Regions from separate parts of the Sus scrofa genome. Here all the other regions are linked to region 1. The links are chromatin contacts, called in public Hi-C and HiChIP or PLAC-seq maps. All regions are on one chromosome and are shown on one strand. Each heading gives the region's core, a stretch centred on a gene start, on an enhancer-like site or on the middle of the called end of the contact. The rest is flanking DNA. Distances are from core to core; before and after follow the strand shown. Region 1 holds the start of LOC100151816 (interferon-induced protein with tetratricopeptide repeats 5). Region 2 holds the start of ACTA2 (actin, alpha 2, smooth muscle, aorta). Region 3 holds the start of FAS (Fas cell surface death receptor). Region 4 has its middle 47 kb from the start of FAS. Region 5 holds the start of PANK1 (pantothenate kinase 1).

Region 1 (2,736 bases), core at 109-2,608:
CCCGGCGCCACAATAGGAACTCCCTTTATCTTTACTTCTCACACTAGAAATTAATTCCAAACAAGAGAATAATAAAGTCCCAAATGCACAACTAACGCCAGTTCTGTACCTAAATGTTAGCCACATTTAACATGATTCTCGAGGAGCAGAAACTGACTTGACCTACAAGCCATTTTTTCTAGCAAAACTGAATGAAAAATCAAAGTCAGTGTTTCTTAATTAACCAAATAGTAAAAACTATATATCGTTGCCCATTCATTTAAAAATCAAAGTCACTAAATGGTAAAAAAAAAAAAAAAAAAGTGGTAATAAGTGTCTTTTTGATGATGAATACTTTTTCTCAAGGTTTGAGAGTTGTCTTCGCCCTCTGCATAACCAGAAACAAGATGCAGAAGACAGAAGGCAGGACTTGTCGCTTGTCTGTTTTATTCATTGCTGTATTGACAGGACCTTGAACAATGTCTGGCTCTTAGCAGTTGTTTAATAAAACTTGAATGAATGACTGAATTTGAAAGGGACAAAAATTTTAGTGTATGGGCATTTGATACTTTCTACTTAGATTCCTAATACCACCCCATCTTTACTGGGACCTTATTATAGAAACACAGTTGGCAAGGACATGGAAGGCAAAGGAACTTTCACACAATTTTGGGTGGGGGTGCAGAAATGTCTTCACAAAGCTTTTCAGCAATGGCTACTAAAACTCTGAATGCTTACACATTTTGATCCCACAATTTCTCTAGATTTACCCAATAGAAATTATGGCTCAAGTGCACAGCATTGCACCTATGTTTGCTGAATCAAGATTTCAGTTCAGCTTAGGATGCACAAAGCTGTCAAGAGCATCGCCGTTCCCCAACAAAAATAACGCTTAACAATCTCCATTTTAGGTAAAACACCTCCCCCCCCAAAAAAAAAAACATAAAACAAAACAAAAAAAAACGTTATCGAGAGACACGCGAATTTAATGAGGCAGGTAGGAGCGAAGAGAGAAGTCCTAAAGCCCAGCTGCAAATTTCACCCTGGATGAACTCCACCCCGTCGCGCGCTGCGCAAACCTCTTGCCTCGGTTCCTCAGCCCGGTCGGGGGCCCCCCCAACTCAGCGCTTCCAGAACTTTCTGTTTCCCAAGCTGGACTCCGCCTGTCCGGGGATCAGATTCACTTTCTAGTTTCCTTTTCCCGCTCGGTCCGCGGTTGACAATGACTGCAGCCTAAGAGCGGAGGTAGCGCCGCGGTCCCCTCATGACCACGCGCACGCGTACAGCACGAGCACGCGCCCGCGAGCCCGCCGCTCGGCCGCGCAGGAACCGAGTGCTGAGGAGAAAGCCCGAGGGGACCGGCGCCTTCCTGCACGGCCGCGGAACCCAACCATCATGAGGTAAGGGCTTCTCCCCTCTTTTCCTCCCCAGCAACTTGTGGCCTTTGTTTCCCACCCGTGTTTCTCTTATTCCATTTGCAACGCTGCGCTGCGGCCCTGGAATGGGCTCGGAGCCCCTTGAGCCCGGCGGGCGGACGTCTGCGTTGGGGATGCTCCCGGGCAGCCCCGTCCTGGTCGGGGCGGCCGAGGGCGGGCCTCCCCGGGAGCTTGGCCGAGCGGACCCTACCCGTGAGTCCCGGGCGTCTGTAGTCCGGACCGTTGGCCCCGGGTGGGGGGTGGGGGGCAGGCGACGCGCCTCTTGGGCCTCTTACCTCCCTGGGGCTCCCGTCGCCGCGGTCCCCGGGCGGGTGCGGTTGGCCTCGGCGTGGCCGGGTCCCCGCAGGCCTCAGCCCCCCGGCGTCACACGCGTCGGCTCCTGCCATTTTGCCTTTCTGATTCCTGGGTCAGACTTCTCCCCACTTCCTTTGTACCGCAGACGGATATTTCTTGTTTCACCCCATCCAACGTTTTCTGAGATTTTCTTGCTCAGAGGAAGATGGGGTGGGGTGGGGGGGACCTTGGCTCACCCGTTTTATTGGCTCCTGCCCTGCACCTGGGTAAGGAACCGTCCGCATTTAGGACGTTGAGGAGTGGAAGGCTCGGATCTTGGGCACCTGAAGCCAGTGGAGCCCTTTGTTCTAAATCCTGATTCTGACCACGTACTAGTTGGGTAACCCAAAGCAAAAGTTTCTTAAGCTCGGCGAGTCTGTTTCTTATCTGTGAAAGGTGATGGCTTCATCTCTTAGGAGTGTGAACAGGGTCCGTTGACTGCTTGGCACACGATATTTGCAAAAATGTTGCCTATCATTATATGTTTTTTAAAAATGTAATAAGTGCCTCACTTCTACCATTTTTAAGAAGGGAGGGAGGTGAGAGGTATCAGGAAGGGGCCTGAAGAGACAAGGAGGGAAAGTTAGGTGCACTGTCTATGTATGCAGGATGGGGTGGAAGAGGGGTGGACTCCACTGGGGACTAACTGTTCTCCCAAGGAAAATGAAAGACCGCTCCTTCCTGGCCAAAAAAAAAAAAAACAAAAAACGCCAAAACAAAACAAAACCCTCAAAGTCATCTGAAGATAAATGTTCCATCCTCAAACACAGTAGCCTCTCTCTGCTAGTTTCCCAGAGATAAAGTTAAAAAATTAAGTGGACAAAGCTTTTGAAAAAGTGAAACTTCCCATAGTATCCAGTTGTGCATAAATTCTACAGAGTGTGGGCATAGCACTTGAGTGGCTGACTGAATGTCCCTTGGAGATCTCACAACCAGGTTCCTAATGCCTGGGGCAGCCCTCCCTCCTCACTATCCTTGGGCAGAAGCA
Region 2 (2,736 bases), core at 64-2,563, 370 kb before region 1:
GCATTTGACAGAAAGAATATTGGAATGTACTGCAGAAAAAGTAGGCTTGACCCTCGGCGTCATCAAGCATGCAGGGGAAAAAAAAAAGCTACCAAAATTTAGTAAATGTATTTTTATTTGGCAAAAAAAATGTCTAGGAAGAATTTCAAAATCTCTAAAACGAGCACTGTCATTAGAGAAATCTGTCCCCGGAAAGGAGCCAGCTCAGTGGTTTACAACTTTTTATTTAACCTGATGAGCAGCTGGGTTTGGAGCAAAGCATTTCCTAATTAGGTAAAACACACTTGAACGTCTGCTTTTGGAACAGCCCCCAGGTCAGGGGGTTTGCTCTAACTGACTTGAGTGCATCTTGTGCCAAAAAATGAGGAGTTAGTGGGAGGGAAATGCTCCAGTTCCCAGCTCTTCGGTCTTGAAATGCAAACCATATTTAGTCATGAATCACAAAATGGAAGGAAATTTTCAGCATGAAAACTCCAGTCCAGGCTGAAGCTGCCAAACCCTGATTTACAGTGCAGATCAGCCTGGGGTGGCAGGGCTGGTTCCACAGTCCCACCTCCTCGCCTGGCTGAGAAATGCAAATCAGACATCCCATAGGCTGAAAGGCAAACAGCTGTCAGATGCACCCCAGCTCCCTCCCTCTTTATTCATAAAGATTCAGTTGGGTTCCTGCTGCGCTCTGCTGCAAAGGACCAACCAACCGAGACACATATCCTGACCTGTAAGCTCACTGTTACACTCAAGAGATGTTCTTACAGAAGATAATGACCAATTAGAGCCGGAGGAACCCAGATGCAAATACACGGGTAGCCAGCATGAAAGGCTAGGCAACTAACTGCTGGTCATTTCTAAAATTCACTTCCAGATATCTCAGCGGCACAAAAAGTACAGTCCAGTGAAAAATCCCCACACCAAATCTGAACCGCAAGCAGATACTGGAGTTTCCAGGGCTCAAATATAAATGATGGTATAAACTGACTGCAAACAGCTGGACAGAATCTCTGAAATGTGCTGCAAGACCTGAGCTGTTAGTTTAGTATAAACAGATTCTGCAGGTGACACACTTAGATTTCAATTCCATCTTCCTCTCCCCCTCCTCCCCTACACCGGGCTATATCCTAGCTTTCTTTTTAATGTTAGGTAATTAGAGCTAAAAGCTGCAATCTTTTTAGTAGTACAATTTTCATTCAAAAATTTCGGAGTACGTGAACCCGGCCAAATCCCCGCAGATGACGTCTGATCGTGCTGGGGAATATCAGGGCCACTAGAATCCAAGACACATCCCTGGGCCCGTGCCACTTACCCTGATTGCTCTGGACTCAGCTTCTCCGCTCTGGGTGGTGTTCAGGGAAGCTGGACGCTGGAGGGTTATATAGCCCCTTGGCCTGCTCCCCTCCCACTTGCTTCCCAAACAAGGAACAAAGACAGACTGGAGCCCTCCGTGCAGTCTAACACGACCATATAGGGACCTCAGCACAAAACTCTCTAATCTGGGTGGCCGGAGGCCTGGGTCTCTTCCACTGCATTCCACTGCTCTGCTCATGAAATGGGAGGCAGCTCAGCTGCCTGTGGGAGATAAACACCCCCAGCCTTCAGAACAACTGCTGAGATGCCCAGAAATACTGAGTGAGTGTCATGGGGCAGATGCAGGCACGGTTTGCACATTCCTCAGGAGAGAGATGCCAGCCTGCTGTCATGCTGGCACTTCAGGGCATTTCCTCATAAACTGAGTACAGACAGAAGCAGCCTCTGAGGAGTAAGGACCTTTTAAAATTTCTCCCGCAGACATGGGCTGCAATGAAGAAAGAGATTCTTCAATGGTCTGTAAATATCTAGAGGGAGTGAGGACTTTGTGGTTGTCAATGCTGGGTTTATAAATCAAGTCTTGAGGTGGGAGAGCATGGTTAATGGAAGTAGGGGATGAAGTGGAGACAGGGTTGAGAGCCCGTTTCACAGAGGAGCTTGGAAGTCAGCCCTGCCTTTGGCACTTTGGTCCCCTGATGCATTAGATACATCTGCTGATTTGTCCTGAGCAATGTAGCTGCATGATAGGGGCCACCGTTTTTTTTTTTTTTTTTTTTTTTTGCTTTTTAGGGCCGAATGTGCAAAATATGGAAGTTCCCAGGCTAGGGGTCGAATGGGAGCTACAGCTGCCTGCCTACACCACAGCCACGGCAATCCTGAAACCATTGAGCGAGGCCAGGGATCGAACATGCATCCTCTTGAATACTAGTCAGGTTCAATACCTCTGAGCCACAACAGGAACTTCCATAGGGAGCAAGAGTCCATGTAGGAACCTGTCACAGAAACAGTCACAGAGAAAAGGGCATGTTTAAGGGAAGGCTTCCTGAGCGTCCTCTCTCTCCGCTGACACATTTGGCAGGTGACAGAGGAGCCGGGAGATCCAGGCCTTTCTCAGAGGAAGGTAGGGAGTGAACACAAATCTGGCCTTAAGCTGTTAGTCTCAGGTGACAAAGGATCCCTTCAGTGGTTTTACATTTACCTTTTCCCCTCCTCCAAGCCAACGTGCCAACTAAATTCATGGTAGGAATATTTTTGATGGATACCAAGCATGTCTGCTGACACGTAAAAAAATCCCAGAATGAATGTCTCCATTTTACAGCTGTGCCAGCTGTTCACTCATGTTACTGGGTCTGACCTGTTTGATTTATGGTTCACACACACACACACACACTTTTCTTTGAGAAATTGCACTGGTGATGATTATATAATTTTATA
Region 3 (2,736 bases), core at 95-2,594, 330 kb before region 1:
ACCCTCACTAACAGTCTGTTGGGAGCTGAGGCAGAGATAGGCAAAGCAACACCTACAAGACTTGGCCATCCTGCAGGGCAAAACACAAGGTCAGTGAAAGTATTTAGGAAAGTGACCTAACCCAGGCTTTAGAGCCTGGAAAGGCTGGCAGAAGAAAATGTCCTCCAAGAGGGAATCTGACGGATAAGGAACAAGCCAGTGCCAGGTCAGGCCGAAGGAGGGGAAGGAGATTCTTAATGGGCAACAGAGTGAGATGCAGAGCTATGTGGACGTTGCCAGAGATACTGACCCCTGCATCTGTTCCCAGCTTAGGAACTACTTTCAGAAACATGCTCATTAATGATGCCATTATACAAACTTCCCTTCTGTAAAATCCTTGCAGAACTAGCTAAACAGATCATCTTTTCCAAAACAATAGTGACTTTGAGTGAGTGTTAACCAAAGCACTAAAAGTGCTTTTTTTTTTTTTTTTAAAGAAAATTAGAGAGGAAATAATGAGTAACAAAGGAGAGGAAGTAATTGCGAACTTCTAATAGGGCTGGAACTGTGTGATTTGTCATAGGAGTTAGCCTCCCTCTCCTCTAGAGAAATAAAAGCCAAGGGGTGCTCCCTCTTCAGAATCTCCAGAGCACACACTCTGAAGCTTTTCGTTTGATAACTGTCACTACCAAAACACTAGTCCGGCGCTCCTGTGAGACTCTCCTGTTCCCACCCCTACAGGCACGCGGAGCTGAGTGAAGGCTGGGTCTTCTCTGAGTTCCCGGCAGTTGGCCCTGGCTCCTGCAAGGAGGCGGGAAGTCTGCGCTCTGTACCCTAGCCCTCCCCAGCCTTCCCCGTTTGAATGGCAAAAGAGTGTAGCAAAGACAGCAAGCCGGCTCTCAGGGTTCTCACCTGAACCAGACATGCCAGCGGAAACAACCCCAACGGGGAATGCCCATTTGTGCAACAAACCCTGACTCTGACTCTCTCTCCGCTCTTCCACCCCCCACCACGTCCCGCCACCCCCGCGCCCAGGCTGAGTTGCTGAATCAAAGGCGCCTTCCCCAAACCCGGCGTTCCCCAGAAAAGCTTCCTCTGCCACCCCACTCCCCTCCTCCTCCCCAGGGCCCGGGGGCATTTCTTTAGGTCTTTTCTGGTCTCTCAGAAGAGCCACACGCAGGTGTTCTGAGACGCTTCTGGAGAAAAGAAAGCGGCTGGAGAAGTAACTGGGCTTGAGCGCGGGGGGCGGGCCCTTGGCGGGGAACTTACTCCTGAGCTGGCTGGAGCGCGGGGAGGGGCAGGGCGGGACTGTCACTTCTCACGGGGTGTGTGACCTGCTCTGCTAGCAGTTGGAGAGGCTCCACAGCCATGTCCGGGATCTGGGTTCTCCTGTCACTGGTAAGTCCTCTCCTGCCTAGCGGGGGCCTCTCCCCGCTGGGTCAAGAGGTTGGCGCTTAGAGGAGCGCGCAGGACGCGCTCCGATGACCTTAAGGGGATGCGCGTGGGCGTCCGGGCTTGGCTGGTGTTTGGCAGTCTGGCTTTTCAGGGCTGCTAGGACTTTCCTTGAGGGCGAGGTCTCAGGAAACCGGGGAACGCGTCTTTCCTGGGGTTGGAGGAGAAGCGGCGATCCTGCGCGGCAGGCAAAACAGCACCGCGCGGCCCCAGGGGGCCCTGTTCGCGGCGCGGAGAGAGGTGGGAGCCGGGGGCAGGCGGGGACTTGGGATGTTTGGGGGTCGCCAGAGGGAGAGCCCTACCCGAGAGAGGAGGGGATCGTCTGGACAAGTCCTTACATGTCACCACAAAGGTCCTCCTCTGCGCGGGTGTATGTGTGAGCTGTGGGACGGTGAGAATATGAGCTCTCTGAAGACACGTTTTCTGAACGTGTCACAAATTTAGGGAGTAAATCAGTCCCGAGGCAATGGTTAAACCCGAGGCTTTGGACGTCACTGTTTCTTTCTTGAAAAGGTTATCTTGGGGCTGAATGCGCCTCAAGAGGTTTGTTTACCTTCTTATCACGACACAGAAAAAGAAACTGTTTCCCTTCCGGGAATCCCTCTCCTACCGATCGTAAGTCACGACCTTAGGTTTGGCCTTTATTTATTTATTTATTTTTTAACGTCCTGTTCTTCACTTTAGTTTGCTGAACTCGGGGAGGGAAGGAACCTTGCCCCCACTGCTCAAGCGGTGGTACCCACTGCCACCGCGCCTGCGCAGGGTGGCGAGCCTGGAGCCGGTACTTGGCCTAGAAGCCTAAGCAGCAGCCACCTCTTTTTGAGTCCCTGCCTCGGAAATGCCACCTTGATGGTCGCTAATTAAAGACGTTTGGTTTCATTTGAGTTCCAAATTCTCTGAAAGGCAATGCCTTCTTATTTTGCTGGCCCCACCAAAGTGCCAGGCACTGTGATAGAAGTGTTTATAAACGTGATCACAGTCAATTCTCAGCAGCGGCTGCAAGGTAAGGAAGATGTCCTCACATTCATTTTACAGATGGCGAAACGGGGTGCAGAAAGCTTAGGTAATTCGACCGAGTGCAACCAGTAAGTGGCAGAGCTGGAATTTAATTTAGGCCCAATTCCAAAGCCTGGGCATTTGTTGATTGCACCTGATGTCCAGATTACACCAAGAATTGAAAGGAAAAATCAGTGATGTCCGGAACCATCTTAGATTGGGGAGAAAAACAAAAGAATTCTCCCTGAATTTTTCAGAAATTATGTACCATATTTGGGCTCCTTTAGAAATTTCCTCCAAGAAAATTTA
Region 4 (2,736 bases), core at 175-2,674, 280 kb before region 1:
AGATGTTAGAAATACCCCAGGAGAAACACAGCTTAAACTACATGAGAGATTATCGATTCTTTTTTGCGATTCAACAGCAGCAAAATCCATTCATGGTTGCTCCTGAATTTACAAAAAATTTCATAGGGCAGATGAGGCAGTGGAGGTTTAAAATGCACATTCGATTTAAGATACTCTAATTATAATGAAAAAGTAAAATCAATTTACTGGGAAAGAAAAAAATTCAGAATGTGAAAATGAAAAAAATTAATTTGAAAAAGTTAAAAGGAGATGATCAGTATTTGTCATTAAAATGACTTCAGAGTTGTGTTTAGTATACTCAGACAGTAAATGGATTCATTTAATCCAATTAATTAATAAAACAACCGAGGAAGGGTTGTTTAACCACAAGGAGTGTCATTTAACCACATCATGTGACAAATTTGAAAGAATGCAGAGGTCAGAGTTTTAAAGCCAACCTCATGAATATTACCGTGGACTCCCCCACTGTTTTCATAATTACTCAAAAAGAATGTGTGTGGGGTCGGTGGGGGGGACAGTGTGTTCAGTGTTTCTGTCTCTGGCTCAAGAAGACTCATCATAGAATTATGCAGCCCCAGTTCTGCATACAGTCCCAAACTTTTGACTGATAAATAACTGCATTAAATTTATCAGTTGTCAAAATAGAAACCAAAACCTGTTGAGACAGTAACTCCCATTCACCTTGAAAGTGACCTCAGTTCATCCTATCAGGTAACCTCGTTTTAACAGGATAACGGATTTCCCTCCTTCCTTCCTCTCTTTCTTTCTTTTTCTTTCCTTCTTTCCATGTCTTTCTCTTTCTTCCTTTTTCCTTTCTTTCCCCTTCTTTCCTTTTTTTTTTTTTTTTTTTTTTTTTTAGGGCTGCACCTGTGGCATATGGAGGTTCCTAGGCTAGGGGTCTAATTGGAGCTACAGCAGCCAGCATACACCACAGACACAGCAACGCCAGATCTGAGCCGCATCTGCAAACTACACCACAGCTCATGGCAACGCCGGATCCTTAACCCACTGAGCAAGGCCAGGGATTGAACCTGCGTCCTCATGAATACTTGTCGGATTCATTTCTGCTGAGCCATGACAGGAACTCCTTTTCTATTAATTTCTTTTCCTTTCTTTCTTTCCCCTTCCTTCTTTTTCTTTCTTTTTCCTATCTTTCTTTTTCTCCCTTCCCCTTTCTCTCTTTTCTTTTTCTTTCTTTCTCTCTTTCTTTCTTTCATTCTTCTTTCCTTCTCTTTCTTTCTTTCCTTCTAGATCCCATCTCAGGTTTATTTGCACAAACAGCACAGAGGACACCAGCCCCACACAGATGGCAGCACAGGGGTCACACGAGTCCTTCTGTCCTCACAATGGCAAACAGAGACCTCTGCTCTGACCCTTGGTGGGGGTCTAGAAACACTGGGAACCTGAGCTGGAGCCAGAAATTGAGCTGGATCTGCTGGAGCAGCAGGCTGGGTTGTGGACACTGACTGCCCTGCTGCTGCCAGGTTCTCTGGGGCTGCTGGCTCAGCCACTGTGACTGCAGGTCTAGGGAAACATGGAGGCAGTGCCTCTGACCTCATAGCCACCGTGGTGCCCGTGAACACAGAAAACTGGGCAGCAATGGCCGTGTGGCCTGCAACCCTCCCTCCAGCCACGAAGGTACCCAAGACTCTGGCCCCTTTGTCTGCAGTGGTATTGCCTGTGAACCCAACAACCTCAGACACAACAGTGGCATCCTCATTCCTCCTCTCATCGCCCCTCTGCCTATGGTTGTGAGCCCACCACTCAGGTGACCCTGAACATGGCAGAAACACCTGCCATCTCCAAGCCCCAGGTGGCAACACCAGCAACAGCAGTGACACCAATACCATCAAGACTATTACACTTTTTTTTAAAAGACATAATGCGATTACTTGCTTAATAGACTACAGTATAGTGTAAATATGACTTTTATATGCACTTGGAAAGCAAAACATTCATGTGATTTGCTTTATTACAGTATTTTTTTTTTTTTTTTTTTTTTTTTTTTTTTTTTTTTTTTTTTTTTTTTGCAGTGGTCTGTAAACAAACCCACACCATCTCTAACATATGCCTGTAAGCCACAGGCAGCTCAGCTATAGGTGTGCTATAGCGCCACCTACTGAAAAACAAAAGAAAAGCCTCTAGTTATTAAACTTGAATCTAGAATCGAAAAAAAAAAAAAAAATCAAAACATCTACCTAAAGATGAATAGTGTTTGTTACTTCCAGTGCACCAGCAGAGGAACAACTTATTAAGTACCATGAAAAACCATGAAACACAGTATCCCTAAAAGAAAATGATAATTCTTCAGAAACCATATTTAAAGTCATGGAAAATGGCCATCTAAATGATTGAACATTCAAAATAGGAGTTCTCCTGTGGCATAGTGGGTTAAGGATCCAGCACTGTCACCACAGCAGCGCTGCTGTGGTATGGGTTCAATCCCTGACCCAGGAACTTCCACATGCCATATGCGTTGCCAAGGAAAGAAAGAAAATTCATTATAGCTGTCATGAAGAAACTCAGTGGGCTACAAGAAAGGGAGTTCAATGTTATTAAACTTACCTTACCAAAGAGACTGAAACACTAAAAAAGGAACCAAACCAAAATTCTGGAGCTGAAGAACTCGGTAAATGAGATGAGAACACCTTAGAAAGCACTGGACATAGAGCAGACAATATGGAAGAGAGAATTAGTGAGCTCAAAGATAGAAAT
Region 5 (2,736 bases), core at 122-2,621, 260 kb after region 1:
TTATTTGTCTTTTTGTTTTTGCAATGTTTTCTCAGTTATTAGACTATAAGCTCCTTGAACGTTAGGGTCTGTTCTGCTAGCTCTCCTCCACTGTTTCACCAACTCTTAGCCTAGTGTTTGAAGCATAGCAGGTTTTCAATAAATACTTGTTGAACAATAAATAAATGTAGCATCTGGAGGGCTCAAGAGCTGAAACCAGTAACAACTAGTAAAAGCAATAAAGGCATGACAAGGCATGGAAGGAAGTACAGAGTTAGGGTTAGACTTACCTTGACATAGAGGTCCCTAAAGACTTAAGTTTCAGCCTGAACCGTAAAACAGTTTTTACTTTATCTTTTCTCCTTTCTTCCCTTTCACACCTACTTTCTCTGTTCATTTTCATTCCTGGCCCTGAATCCTCATCTTTATTCCACACTGGCTCACCTCAAATATGATTATTTTGTGGAGAAAGAAGGCAAAATGAATGAGGAGACAGTGAGAAGTTGTAGAGGATAGGGGGAGGTTATGGGAAATATAAACACAGAATAAAAGGAAGAGGAGAGTAAGCTCATCAAACTAGGTACTATTCTGCAAATGTTACCAACCAATAAGAGTCGAAAATAAAGACCACATGTGAGCGGGTGGGGCTTGAATTCATTCAGGTCGGTTTAAAATCTCAGCTCCACCATTAATAGATGTATGTCCTTGAGCAAATTAACCATATGAACCCAGTTTCCTTGCAATCTATAAAAAAGACATAATAATAATACCTACCTCACAGGTTGTTCTCAGGATCAGTAGGACAATCAATTTTAAACGCTTAGCACGGCACAAGGTAAACAATTAACGTTAGCAGTTACTTTTCTTTAAAATGAAGTACAGCAGGGAGAGACGGCCTAAATACTTCCTATATGACTGTAATAACACGCTTCAAAAGAAGAGGATCACTTTAAAAGACGCAGAGAAGATACAGTGGCACTTACATTTTGGGCAAGGCAAAGACCTTGCCTAGGCAAGGAAGATAGTCACAGTACAGCGCCTCTCAGCGGTAGCTGGTTTATATTTTCAGAAAGGCAAAAATCAAAACCAAAAAATAAAGAACGCTTATGAAAAGCTATCCTAGGAATAATCTGTTTCATCCACAAGTGCCGCTCTGGACGACAGGTAGGATCATGCAGAGGAAGTGACCCTCTGCAGCTCTCGTTCCCAGCGGCTCCCCAGATGCAGAGCCTGTTCCGGCCCGCAGGGACAAAGTAGGGTAGTGAGTAGCCCGCCATTCCTCCGCCAGTCCCTAAGGGAGTCGCGGGGCTAAGTGCAGTGGCAGCAGTCTCACCTCCGGGCCTTCGCCACGTTTTTACTTGCTCCAGGATGGACCTGGAGACTAACCGCGCAGCCAACAGAGGGTGGCACATTAGGCAGCGCACTACCCAACCCCGCGAGAGGAGCCCCGCAGGAAACCCCGCCCACTGGCCGCTCTCCCTCCGCCTCCGCCCATTGGTCGCCCAGCATTCAGAGACCCGCCCCCAGATTTGAAAGCTTCTCCCGGGAGTTGGCAGGAAGCTCATAGCGTGAGTCCTTGGCGCCTCCCTGGCGTCTTTCCCGAAGCTCCGCCTACTCCCAACATGCAGTGCGGGGTCCTGGCCGCCATTGTTTGAATTTAAAAACGAAAATAACTTAGTGCAGCTCGCAGGTCGGGCGGCAGGATTACGTTTGCAGGTGAGGGTGCGAGGAAGGCGGTTGGGGACTGCGTACAAACCAGATGAGGTGGGGAAAGGCCTCAGGCAGTGAGGTGCTCAGCACCTCAGCACCTTCCCACGGGGCTTGTGACGCCTTTGAGTTTACTCTGGAACTGGGCTGCGGAATGATGAGGACGCCTAGGGATCTTGGTGCTCATTGGAGGGTTGAGCCAATTTACTGCAGTTAAGATTTAAATTTCGTCTTCGCGGCTTATTAGCTTTAATCTCTCCGGGCCTGAATTTCATTTGTTAAAAGGGAGTAATACTAGAACCTACCGCTTCGGGCTTTCATGAGGATAAAGTGATATAGGTAAAGCTGTTAGAAACAGTGCGGGTGTGTATAGTAAGCACTATGTACTTGGAATCATTGATACTTTTCTTATCATTGCTGCTGTTATTGAGGATCAGGCCTCCATTGCCAGATATAGTGTCCCGAATCCCACAAATGAGACCGTGTCGTTTGCTCATCAAACGACACGGTCTCATTTGTGGGGCGGGAAGGGGAGTGTTGTGGTGGTCACCAGTGCAGCTATTTCTAGGCTGCTGCCGTTGCCTGGGGTTAGCCCTTGCTGGGCTTTGCTGGGCTAAGCGGAAGGGGGCGTGTGTGGCGCGTGCAATGACTGCTGTCATATATCAGTTTGAAAAGTTTCCCCCATCTCATTCTACTTTTTGATTCGTGATTCCTGCCTGGTGCAGTTCTCTAATATTCCTTGTTGAAGGACTAGTTGACAAAATTTCGTGACTCGTGACTTGTTTTTAATCCCCAGAGTAATTAAATTCAGGTTAGTTTCTGTTCTTAAAACAAGGTAGCATGTTTACTCCGAAGCTGCAAAGCAGTGTATATATACATTTTATTAGATGTGCAAGACCTGAGACTTCATCAATTAGTTGTAAAGACTTTTTTTGAGGCTATATTTTGTGGATGACATTCAGTAACTTCATTAAGTAGTAGATTTTCTTTTTCATCCGTCTTCAGCCATGAGATCCCACTAGAGAGAAGATAAAAGATGCGCTTTCTCAG

The links. A called contact is a pair of places that touch in the nucleus more often than the background predicts. HiChIP or PLAC-seq counts read pairs in DNA pulled down with a chosen protein or histone mark.
Region 2: an H3K27ac HiChIP or PLAC-seq map of skeletal muscle shows a contact between it and region 1. The contact joins the promoter of ACTA2 here to the promoter of LOC100151816 in region 1. A contact is called at or near these places in 4 of 47 Hi-C or Micro-C datasets (alveolar macrophages, embryonic fibroblasts, fetal skeletal muscle and 1 more) and 1 of 2 datasets of contacts at active chromatin or transcription factors (skeletal muscle).
Region 3: an H3K27ac HiChIP or PLAC-seq map of alveolar macrophages shows a contact between it and region 1. The contact joins the promoter of FAS here to the promoter of LOC100151816 in region 1. A contact is called at or near these places in 1 of 47 Hi-C or Micro-C datasets (heart right ventricle) and 1 of 2 datasets of contacts at active chromatin or transcription factors (alveolar macrophages).
Region 4: a Hi-C map of omental adipose tissue shows a contact between it and region 1, with 2.5 times the contacts expected there. The contact joins the enhancer-like site here to the promoter of LOC100151816 in region 1. A contact is called at or near these places in 3 of 5 promoter capture datasets (fetal liver, fetal skeletal muscle and liver), 24 of 47 Hi-C or Micro-C datasets (adipocytes, alveolar macrophages, brain and 15 more) and 2 of 2 datasets of contacts at active chromatin or transcription factors (alveolar macrophages and skeletal muscle).
Region 5: a contact with region 1 is called in an H3K27ac HiChIP or PLAC-seq map of skeletal muscle. The contact joins the promoter of PANK1 here to the promoter of LOC100151816 in region 1. A contact is called at or near these places in 1 of 5 promoter capture datasets (fetal liver), 7 of 47 Hi-C or Micro-C datasets (alveolar macrophages, brain, embryonic fibroblasts and 3 more) and 1 of 2 datasets of contacts at active chromatin or transcription factors (skeletal muscle).

The regions. Positions count from the first base shown.
Region 1 is chr14:101,253,460-101,256,195 of Sscrofa11.1, forward strand. LOC100151816 (interferon-induced protein with tetratricopeptide repeats 5) reads left to right here and starts at 1,359. Exons shown (of 2, transcript NM_001315572.1): 1 at 1,359-1,379. The coding sequence starts at 1,375. It also overlaps a transcript of LIPA not described here.
Region 2 is chr14:100,885,394-100,888,129 of Sscrofa11.1, forward strand. It overlaps ACTA2 (actin, alpha 2, smooth muscle, aorta), which reads right to left and starts at 1,314. Exons shown (of 9, transcript NM_001164650.1): 1 at 1,301-1,314.
Region 3 is chr14:100,925,961-100,928,696 of Sscrofa11.1, forward strand. It overlaps FAS (Fas cell surface death receptor), which reads left to right and starts at 1,345. Exons shown (of 9, transcript NM_213839.1): 1 at 1,345-1,377. The coding sequence starts at 1,348.
Region 4 is chr14:100,973,072-100,975,807 of Sscrofa11.1, forward strand. No RefSeq gene overlaps it. Among named protein-coding and RNA genes, the nearest start is that of FAS, 47 kb to the left of the region's middle. Within about 2 kb of position 1,425, at least 2 of the 83 cell types and tissues checked have an H3K27ac peak or open chromatin away from gene starts, as enhancers often do. A contact at or near this core is called in omental adipose tissue, where this site is marked.
Region 5 is chr14:101,511,127-101,513,862 of Sscrofa11.1, forward strand. PANK1 (pantothenate kinase 1) reads right to left here and starts at 1,372. Exons shown (of 10, transcript XM_013983537.2): 1 at 1,313-1,372; 2 at 963-1,031. It overlaps KIF20B (kinesin-like protein KIF20B), which reads left to right and starts at 1,559. Exons shown (of 32, transcript XM_021072622.1): 1 at 1,559-1,695.